2 separate regions of the Pan troglodytes genome follow, and region 1 is linked to region 2. The links are chromatin contacts, called in public Hi-C maps. All regions are on one chromosome and are shown on one strand. The core of a region is the stretch at or near the end of the contact, and the rest is flanking DNA. Distances in the headings are between cores, read along the strand shown.

The links. A called contact is a pair of places that touch in the nucleus more often than the background predicts.
Region 1: a Hi-C map of stem cell-derived neural progenitor cells shows a contact between it and region 2, with 4 times the contacts expected there. The contact joins the promoter of SLC5A1 here to the promoter of PISD in region 2. A contact is called at or near these places in 1 of 7 Hi-C or Micro-C datasets (stem cell-derived neural progenitor cells) and 1 of 1 datasets of contacts at active chromatin or transcription factors (stem cell-derived excitatory neurons).

What each region holds. Positions count from the first base shown.
Region 1 is chr23:34,084,983-34,089,791 of NHGRI_mPanTro3-v2.0_pri, reverse strand. SLC5A1 (solute carrier family 5 member 1) reads right to left here and starts at 2,323. Exons shown (of 17, transcript XM_063808216.1): 1 at 2,045-2,323.
Region 2 is chr23:33,774,280-33,779,183 of NHGRI_mPanTro3-v2.0_pri, reverse strand. It overlaps PISD (phosphatidylserine decarboxylase), which reads left to right and starts at 1,516. Exons shown (of 8, transcript XM_016939015.4): 1 at 1,516-1,936. The coding sequence starts at 1,872.

The sequences.
Region 1 (4,809 bases), core at 1,074-3,573, 310 kb before region 2:
AAGGATCAGACCCAGCCCACAGCCAATCCGCGTCGGGCGGGGAAGGGCTGAACGTGGAGTAACTCTCAGTACAGCCGCTGAAAGCCAGGGCTCTGGCCCCTCCACTGCCACTCTTCTGCTCCAGGGACAGCTGTGCTGGCCGAGCGCCACCTCAGGAGCGGGTCAGCATCGTTGTCCCCTCTGCCCCCCAAGGGCCTGGGAGATCCTGAGGGGAAAAAACCAAAGCCCTTTGGCAAGTAACTCTGACCAAAAACAGAAAAAAAACGGCCGGGCACAGTGGCTCACACCTGTAATCCCAGCACTTTGAGAGGCCGAGGCGGGCAGACTCTTGAGGCCAGGAGTTCAAGACCAGCCTGGCCAACATAGTGAAACCTCGCCTCTACTAAAAACACAAAAATTAGCCAGGCGTGGTGGTGAGTGCCTGTAATCCCAGCTACTCAGGAGGCTGAGGCAAGAGAATCATTTGGACTCGGAAGGGAGAGGTTGCAGTGAGCAGAGATCGCACCACTGCACTTCAACCTGGGCAACAGAGCAAGACTCAAAAAAAAAAAGAGGCCGGGCACGGTGGCTCACGCCTGTAATCCCAGCACTTTGGAAGGCTGAGGTGAGCGGATCACGAGTTCAGGAGATCGAGACCATGCTGGCTAAGACGGTGAAACCGCGTTTCTACTAAAAATACAAAAAATTAGCCGGGCGTGGTGGCGGGCACCTGTAGTCCCAGCTACTCGGGAGGCTGAGGCAGGAGAATGGCGTGAACCCGGGAGGCGGAGCTTGCAGTGAGCTGCACTCCAGCCTGGGCGACAGAGCGAGACTCCGTCTAAAAAAAAAAAAAAACAAAACAACAACAACAAACAGAAAAAGCAAGGCCTGGGCTCCACATATTTCCTCCCTTCACCATCCTCCATGGACTCTGTTCGCCCTCACAGTGTGCAGGGCTCGGGGACCCAGGTGACAAGGGCCGACCTGCCAGCCGACCACCTGGCAGGAACCGCAATGGTTGGGCGGATACAGTGGCTCTGCCTGTGATCCCGGAGCTTTGGGAGGCCGAGGCGGGAGGATGGCTTGAGCCCAGGATGTCGAAGCTGAGTGAGCCGAGATGACGTCACTGCACTCCAGCCTGGGTGACATAGTGAGGTGACCCCTCTCAAAAAAAGAAAAAGAAAAGGAAAGAAAGTGAGAGAAATAGAAAGAGAAGGAAGGAAAAGAAAGAAAGAAAAGACAAGAAAAAAGAGAGAGAAAGGCAAGGGAAAGAAAGGAAACGCAGGGACTGGCTGAGGGACTGATGGAGGAGGCGTGTGAGCCGGGCTGGGGACGCGACTGACTGATCGGCTGACAGGATGACCAGCTGCACTGGGGTTGCTGAGGGGTGGCAGCGACAGCCAGCCTCTCAGCCTCGGTTTCCGCCTGCCTCCTGCCACAAGCCAACTCACTGCGTGGCCTACCCCGACACTAACCGGCGCCTGAACCAAAACCCACGGAGCCTGGCGGCCGCGGCTCCCCCAGAAAGTCGCCCTAGACCCTGCGCGGCCCCACAGCGCCACCTCGAGGCTGCGCCTGGAAGGGAGGGGCGGGGAAGTGGGCGGAGTCAAGGGCGGGGCTACAGGTGGAGCGTCGGCAGGAGCTCCAGCATCCCCTTTCCCGGGACGCCGCTCCTCTTCTCCACCTCCTTGGCTCTCCCCCGGAGCCTCTTTCTCCTCCCCCGTTCGAGTGGGCAGGTCCCCGCGGGAGCCTGAGTCGCACTGCAGACCTATCCTGTGGCCTGAAAGAAACTCCCAGTTTCCCATTAGACCCCCTGGCAGCCTGGGCATCCCGGCGGTTCCAGGGACCCGCTGGGGCGGATGACGGCCGAACCTTTGGGCGCCAGGCTGGCAGTAGACGTGATAGAGGTGAAAACCCCACCACCCTCTTAATCCCCAGAAATGCTACAGGATTCTGGGGGGCCTGAGCGAGCAGCTGAGGACAAGGGCCGATGATATTTGCTTTATTTGTTACTAGGCTTGCTCCCTCCCCCGCATCCCGCTGCTCTTCACACTTGCAAGCTCACCTGCCTGCCAGGTGGCCGGTCTGGAGCGTGGCGAGCACCTTCGAGCTCCATAGATGGCAGCACAGGCCTAAGAAAAGGAGTTTGGTGCCTCCCTTCCAAACTCAGGCCGGGAGAGATAGAGCCACTTAGGGGAGAAAACTAAGGTCCGGAGTGGCAGAAACATCCTCACATCCCGAAGGGTCTTGAACCCTAACTTCTTGCCCCAGGACAAGAAGACAAGGCAGAGTAAAGAGAGGCTCACAGGGAGAGGCAAGTGACAGTTCAGAACACAGGTGCACCACGCCACGCGACTGTGGGCGTCTCCTCACCTCTCTGAGGCCGTTTCCTGACCTGTAAAATCAGGGACAAGAAGGATACCTGCGTCACGGGATGTTCTGAGATTAACTGAGATGCTGCATGCAAATCACTTAACCACAGGGCATGTGGTAAGTGCTCTAATATACGTAAAGCAACGTTCCACTGCTTTTTGTTTGTTTGTTTTTGAGACACGGTCTCGCTCTGTCACCTAGGCTGGAGTACAGTGGCATGATCATAGCTTACTGCAGCCTCAAACTCCGGGCACAAGTGATTCTCACACATTAGCCTCCTGAGTAGCTAGGACTATAGGTATAGCTATCGAGCCCAGCTAATTTATCTTTTTTTATGTTTTGGAGAGATGGTGTCTTTTTACGTTGCCCAGGCTGGTCTGGAACTCCTGGCCTCAAGCAATCCTCCCGCCTTGGCCTGCCAACGTGCTAGGATTACAGGACTGAGCCACCATGCCCTGCTGAGTGTGATGTCTTTTTTACTGTGTCAACTTGGCTAGACTGAAGGCCCCAATTATTCCAACACGAAACTGGATGTTTTGGTGAAGTTGTTTTGTAGATGCGAATAAAGTCCATTATCAGTTGACTTTATATAAAAGGAAGATATCCTGAATAATTTAGGAGGGCTTGATAGACGCAGTTGAAAGGCCTTAAAATCAGACTTGAGGTTTTCCTGAAGAAGAAATTCTGCCTGTGGATAGCAACTTCAGCCCTTGACAAGAGTTCCAGCCTGCACTTACTGCACTTACCTAGCCAGCCCCACAATCGCGCAAATCACCTCCTTGCAACGAATCTCTTAATCTGTATCCCCTTACTGGTACAGTTTCTCTGATTGAACCCTAATACATTAAGGAAGCAGTATGGCCAGGCGCAGGGGCTCACACCTGTAAACCCAGCACTTTGGGAGGCCGAGGCAGGCGGATCACTTGAGGTCAGGAGTTCGAGACCAGCCTGGCCAACATGGTGAAATTGTCTCTACTAAAAATACAAAAATTAGCCTGGTGTGGTGGTACGCGCCTGTAATCCCAGCTACTCAGGAGGCTGAGGCACAAGAATAGCTTGAACCCGGGAGGCGGAGGTTGCAGTGAGCCGAGATTGCACCACTGCACTCCAGCCTAGGCAACAGAGCGAGACTCCATCTCAAAATAAAAAGGAGTGTGTGTGTGTGTGCACGCATGTGTGTGCGTGTGCGTGTGTGTTGGGGGTCACAGGGCCTAATCTTCGTGTTTATTCACTCTTTTTTTTTTTTTCGAGGCAGTCTCACTCTGTTCCCCAGGGTGAATTGCAGTGACACGATCTTGGCACACTGCAGCCTCGACCTCCCAGGCTCAAGCAATCTTCCCACCTCAGCCTCTTGAGTAGCTGGAACTACCAGGCCTGGCTAATTTTTGTATTTATTGTTTTGCCATGTTACCCAGGCTACTTTCAAACTCCTGAACTCAAGCAGTCCACCTGCCTCAGCCTCCAAAAGTGCTGGGATTACAGGTGTGAGTCACCGTGCCCAGCCTATTCATTTCTTTTTAATCTCCGGGTATTTTGTGACTTTTGAGGTCCAGTACTTGGAGGCACTAGCAAAACCATGGTTATTTATTGGTAGGGCTGGGCTATGAGGTAGCTAGAGGCAGAGGGCCCCTTCCACCAGTCCTGCCCCCTGAGGCCTCAGTTTCGTGGATGTGCCTGCTCATTCCCCTCTTCTCTCTGCCTTGGGTGTAGGCCTGGAAATGAGAGCTACAAAGTATGCTGTCCCTGGGAACCAGCTGGTGAGGAGGAGGCTTCTCCCCCAGCAACCATCTGTCCCACATGTCCCTGTACCCCGCCTCTCCCGCCTCTACCCCACAGGCTCATGTGTCATGCACAAACACCTTTTGCCCGCCTGCCCTAATTCTTTTTTTTTTTTTTTTTTTTGAGAAGGAGTCTCGCTGTGTCGCCCAGGCTGGAGTGCAGTGGTGTGATCTCGGCTCACTGCAACCTCCGCCTCCCGGGTTCACGCCATTCTCCTGCCTCATTCTCCCGAGTAGCTGGGACTACAGGTGCCCGCCACGACACCCGGATAATTTTTTGTATTTTTAGTAGAGACGGGGTTTCACCATGTTAGCCAGCATGGTCTCGATCTCCTGACCTCGTGATCCGCCCGCCTCGGCCTCCCAAAGTGCTGGGATTACAGGCGTGAGCCACCGCGCCCGGCCAGGCAGAACCTTAAAGGCAGGTGGAGAGCACCTGTAATAGAAAGTGGCTCTGCTGAGCTGAGAGATCTTGTCACTTCCTAGACCCTTGGTTTGCTCCTCTGCACCCTCAATGGTGGTGAGCAACAAGGAGGTGGCCAACTTGAAAGCACCTGGGGCTTTATGGGCTCTAGGATTATCTTCCTTTCCTCCCCAGGAAACTCGGGAGGCTGGAGAAACATCACATGGTGGGAAGAGAGTAGGCTCATGAGTCAGCAAGCCTGAGTTTGAGGCCTGC
Region 2 (4,904 bases), core at 267-2,766:
TGGAGTCTCACTATGTTGTCCAGGCTGGTCTCTTTTTTTCTTTCTTTCTTTCTTTCTTTTTTTTTTTTTTTTTTTTTTTTTGAGACGGAGTCTCACTCTGTCACCCAGGCTGGAGTGCAATGACGCGATCTCGGCTCGCTGCAAGTCCGCCTCCCGGGTTCACGCCATCCTCCTGCCTCAGCCTCCAGAGTAGCTGGGACTACAGGCGCCCGCCACCACGCCCGGCTAATTTTTTTTGTATTTTTAGTAGAGATGGGGTTTCATCGTGTTAGCCAGGATGGTCTCAATCTCTTGACCTCGTGATCCGCCCACCTCGGCCTCCCAAAGTGCTGAGATTACAGGCGTGAGCCACCGCGCCCGGCCCAGGCTGGTCTCAAACTCCTTGGCTCAAGCTATCCTCCCATCTCAGCCTCCCAGTGAGTGGGGATTGCAGGCGTGAGCCACTGCGCCCGGCCAAAACCAATTCTATACATTTGTTTTTTTCTTTTCCGACTTCTGAAAACCATGACAAAGGGAGGTTTCTTCCCCCCAATACCAAACCTGGTGCCTTTTAAGCTCTCTGTAGGAGCTGAGTATGCCCTAGTTGAACTTAAGCCAACTACACAGAAATACCTGCAGGGGCCAGGGAGCATATTCCTCCTCCTGTCAAATGCCTGGTGAAGGCAACTGTGATTATCAGCTTAGCAGATGAAAAAGTAGGGCTGCATTCCTTCAGTTGTTGGACCCAAATTCTGCCATATTCTGACAAAGGGCTTAAAAGGAAGGATGTTTAGGCCAGGCGCGGTGGCTCACGCTTGTAATCCCAGCATTTTGAGAAGCCGAGGCGGGCGCATCACGAGGTCAGGAGATCGAGACCATCCTGGCTAACATGGTGAAACCCCGTCTCTACGAAAAATATATATAAAAAAATTAGCCGGGCGTTGTGGCGGGCGCCTGTAGTCCCAGCTACTCGGGAGGCTGAGGCAGGAGAATGGCGTCAACCCGGGAGGCGGAGCTTGCAGTGAATCGAGATCGCACCACTGCACTCCAGCCTGGGCGACAATGAGAGACTCTGTCTCAAAAAAAAAAAAAAAAAAAAAAAGAAGATGTTTAGGACATGGTTTTTGGAGTCAGAGACGTATGTTCAAATTCTGGCTTCACTATTTTATAGTCTTTGGGCATATGCCCTTTATGTACCCTTGAAGATGTTGCTTAACCTTCCTGAGCCTCAGGTACCTCATCTTTAAAATGGGGATAATGTCTCGGGCCTAGCTGCGAGTCTCTAGTCAGTGCTCAGTAAAAAGTAGCAGACATGATTGAAAACTCGTTTTCCTCTTACAATTGAAGATAGGAACCTTTTCAAGAGCAAGCACCAGGCACCGAATTTAACGACTGGTTGCATTTCTAGGTGATCCAAGACCGTTTGCCCCCGGTCTCCCTGGCAGCACAGCGGTAGGAGATAAGAATGATATGACACCATGCTTGCAAAGTGCTCACAACACACTCCGGCGCTTAAAAAACGAGAGCTGAGTCATGGATGCCCAGTTTCCCCATCCGTAAAATGAGCAAGTTCGATCACTTGAAACGACATTCTTGGATCTTGGATGACTCAGATTTTCCAGGTACATGAGGAAAGGCACCCAGAGGGAAGGAGGAGGAGTGGCAGTGCTGCGACCAAGCCCAGGTTTAGCGAAACCTACAGCTCCACTAGTTCCCCTACCTCCGCAGGTGCCAAGCGGGTTAGGCGGGGAGTAGCCACAGGGCGGAGCTTAGTCGGCTCCGCCCCCAACCCGCGCTTTTCTCATTGGCCCACTGAACTCGAGACTCGTGACGCCTTAAGCGTGCGCCCAGCGTGTGAAGGGGGCGTGGCTCGCTGAGAAGGAGCAGACAAGATGGCGACGTCCGTGGGGCACCGATGCCTGGGATTACTGCACGGGGTCGCGCCGTGGCGGAGCAGGTATAGCAGCGCGGAGAGACTACCTTGGGGCGTGGGGCAACCTGGGCCAAGCTGGGGTCTGAAGAGAGATGTTTCTGTGTCGCGGGCTCGCTCTGAGGCGAGCTCGGGTGGAGACGGAGCCACCTTCACCTCGAGCTTAGGAGCAGGTGCGACTGCTCCTGCGTAGGGCGGTCCGGATTTACTTAGGGTGTGGCCTAGAAGCTCTCGCTTTGCCCTTTCCAGCTAGGTGGAAGTTCACGAGGGACAAAAATCAGATGAAATAGGCTACCTGCCCGTCTCTTGAGTCGAGGCAGGGCTTTCAGATGTTCAGATGCCATTTTCTCGTGTGTTCGTTTTCGTAGAAGGAGCGATGTCCTGTGGGAAGGACACTAGATTGAGTGTCAGGCAACTTTCATTTCTGGATCTTAGTCTTTGAAGCTCGAGGGTTAGGTTAGGTAATCTCAAAACAATATGGTATGGGGCTAGAGTCTTGGTTACCCTTGTGACCCCCAGCTGTTAGGTTCTTAGAAATGTGGGAGACTTGAGGGGTCTAAGTCCAGCTGTCTCTCTTTGGAGTTAATGAGATTGAGGCTCCGAGAGAGGGAGGGATTTGCTCAAGTTCACCTAGCCAGTTTGTAGCAGAGCCAGGACCCCCATCAAGGTACCCCCTCACGCGACGATCTTTCTCTCAGGCTGCCCGCCGTGAGGGCAGTTGTTATACAGAAAATAGCTTAGAGCATTTGGAGTGTCGGAAAATGGATTAAAATGTTGTAGCTGTGATTCAGAGTCGGCTGCCTGGTGTCATTTCAAAGAGCTAAGATTTGAGAGATGCGCCATACTTGTGTGTTTCCTACAGGGTTCATTTTGTCAGCGTTGATCAGAGGATAACCTGTTGTTTTGGGAGGAGACGGACACTGGATTTGGACTGAGAGGGAACAGAAACCATCATTGGTCTTGTTATGAAAGCGTCACTCTTTCATCATTAACTGTACAGAAATGATTATCTCTCAGGAGAGGGCTCTGCATTGTGGTGGTAACTGTTAGAATTTGGGCAGGAGACTTTGTTTTCAATGTTATTACCAGGCGTGCTGTGTATGAGTCAACCCTGAATTCATTTAAAGTGTGTCACAGGCTGGGCGCGGTGGCTCACGCCTGTAACCTCAGCACTTTGGTAGGCCAAGGTGGGTGGATCACTTGAGGTCAGGAGTTCGAGACCAGCCTGGCCAATGTGGTGAAACCCTGTCTCTACTAAAAAATACAAAAATTAGCCGGGCGTGGTGGCAGGCACCTGTAATCCCAGCTACTTGGGAGGCTGAGGCAGGAGAATTGCTTGAACTTGGGAGGCGGAGGTTGCAATAAGCCAAGATTGCCCCACTGGAGTCCAGCCTGGGCGACAGAGTGAGACTCTGTCTCAAAAAAATTAAAAATAAATAAAGTGTGTCACGAATTGAAAGGACTAAAATGAGACACTCTTAAAAAATTTTTTTTGTTGTTGTTGTTATTTGTTTTGGAAGTCAGAGCCTCACTCTGTTGCCCAAGAGGGAGTGCAGTGGTGTGATGATGGCTCACTGCAGCCTCCACCTCCTGGTCTCAAGCAGTTCTTTCACCTCAGCCTCCTGAGTAGCTAGGACCACAGGTGCACGCCACCCCGCCCAGCTGCATTTTTTTTGGGGTGGGGGTGGAGACAGGGTTTCACCATGTTGCCCAGGCTGGTGTCGAACTCCTGGGCTCAAGTGATCCACCCACTTTCACCTCTCTAAGTGCTGGCATTACAGAAGTGAGCCATCGCAGTCCACCTACAATAATTTTTTTAAATGATGAGAGGAGGCTGTACCTCAGTCACCATCATTAAAAGGGAAAGAAAAGAAGCTATATTTTAGTACCAGTGTAGATAGTTAAGGCTAGACTTAGATGCAGTGGGTGAGAGAGATGAAGATTTGGGTACAATAAGAAACCTTAATTTTCAAAGGTATTCTATATCAAGATAGAAATGATATTAATACACAAACCAAAAAGATAACATTTCTGTGGGTTTTTAGTAAACCAGTGCCTATTTGTGAGATGTGTAAATGAAAACCTTATATTTCAGGTAAGTTTTTCAATAACTGGGTGATGTGTGACAGGTGATAACATCTTGGGTGATAATTTAGGGCCATGTTTCCCAAACTCATTTGATAAAAGAATGGGCTGAGTGGGCTGGGATGCTTGTTAGAAATAGAGATTCCTTGGGAGTCTCTCTGAGCCTGCTGTAGTTTGGGAGGCTGGCTGATTAAAAAAAACAAAGCCGGGCACAGTGGCGCATGCCTGTAATCCCAGCACTTTGGGAGGCCAAGGTGGGTGGATCATGAGGTCAGGATATCGAGACACCTGGCCAACATGGTGAAACCCCGTCTCTAACAAAAATTAGCCGGGTGTGGTGGCGTGTGTCTGTAGTCCCAACTACTCAGGAGGTTGAGGCAGGAGAATCTCCTGAACCCGGGAGGCGGAAGTTGCAGTGAGCCGAGATCACGCCACTGGACTCCAGCATCAGCAACAGAGCGAGACTCCGTCTCAAAAAAAAAAAAAAAAAGATTCCAGATATGCCCCCATCCTACTGCCAATTTCAGATTCAGTAGATATAAGTTGGGGCTCTGGCAACTGTAGTTTTTACAGGTGATTCTTAGGTTCAGGCAAGTACGGACAATAGTACCTAGGAAGTAGCTTCTCGTGCATGACTTCCATCAGAAATATTTATGGCATCCCTACCACTGCAAACCACACTGTCAACGGACCATAGAGAAGGGATAAGAGAGAAGGGAAGAGGAGCAAATGAAGAAATTAAAAACATTTGAAATAGGCCTTGTCTTCAAGGAACTTTACTATATACTTGTAATACATGGTGGAATACGGGATAAAGCCTTCAAGAGGTCTGTCCGTTCTGTTTTAGGAGAACTTTCACAGCTTTAGAAAGCAAGGGAGACATAAGGACTATAGGCAAAATGTTACTACT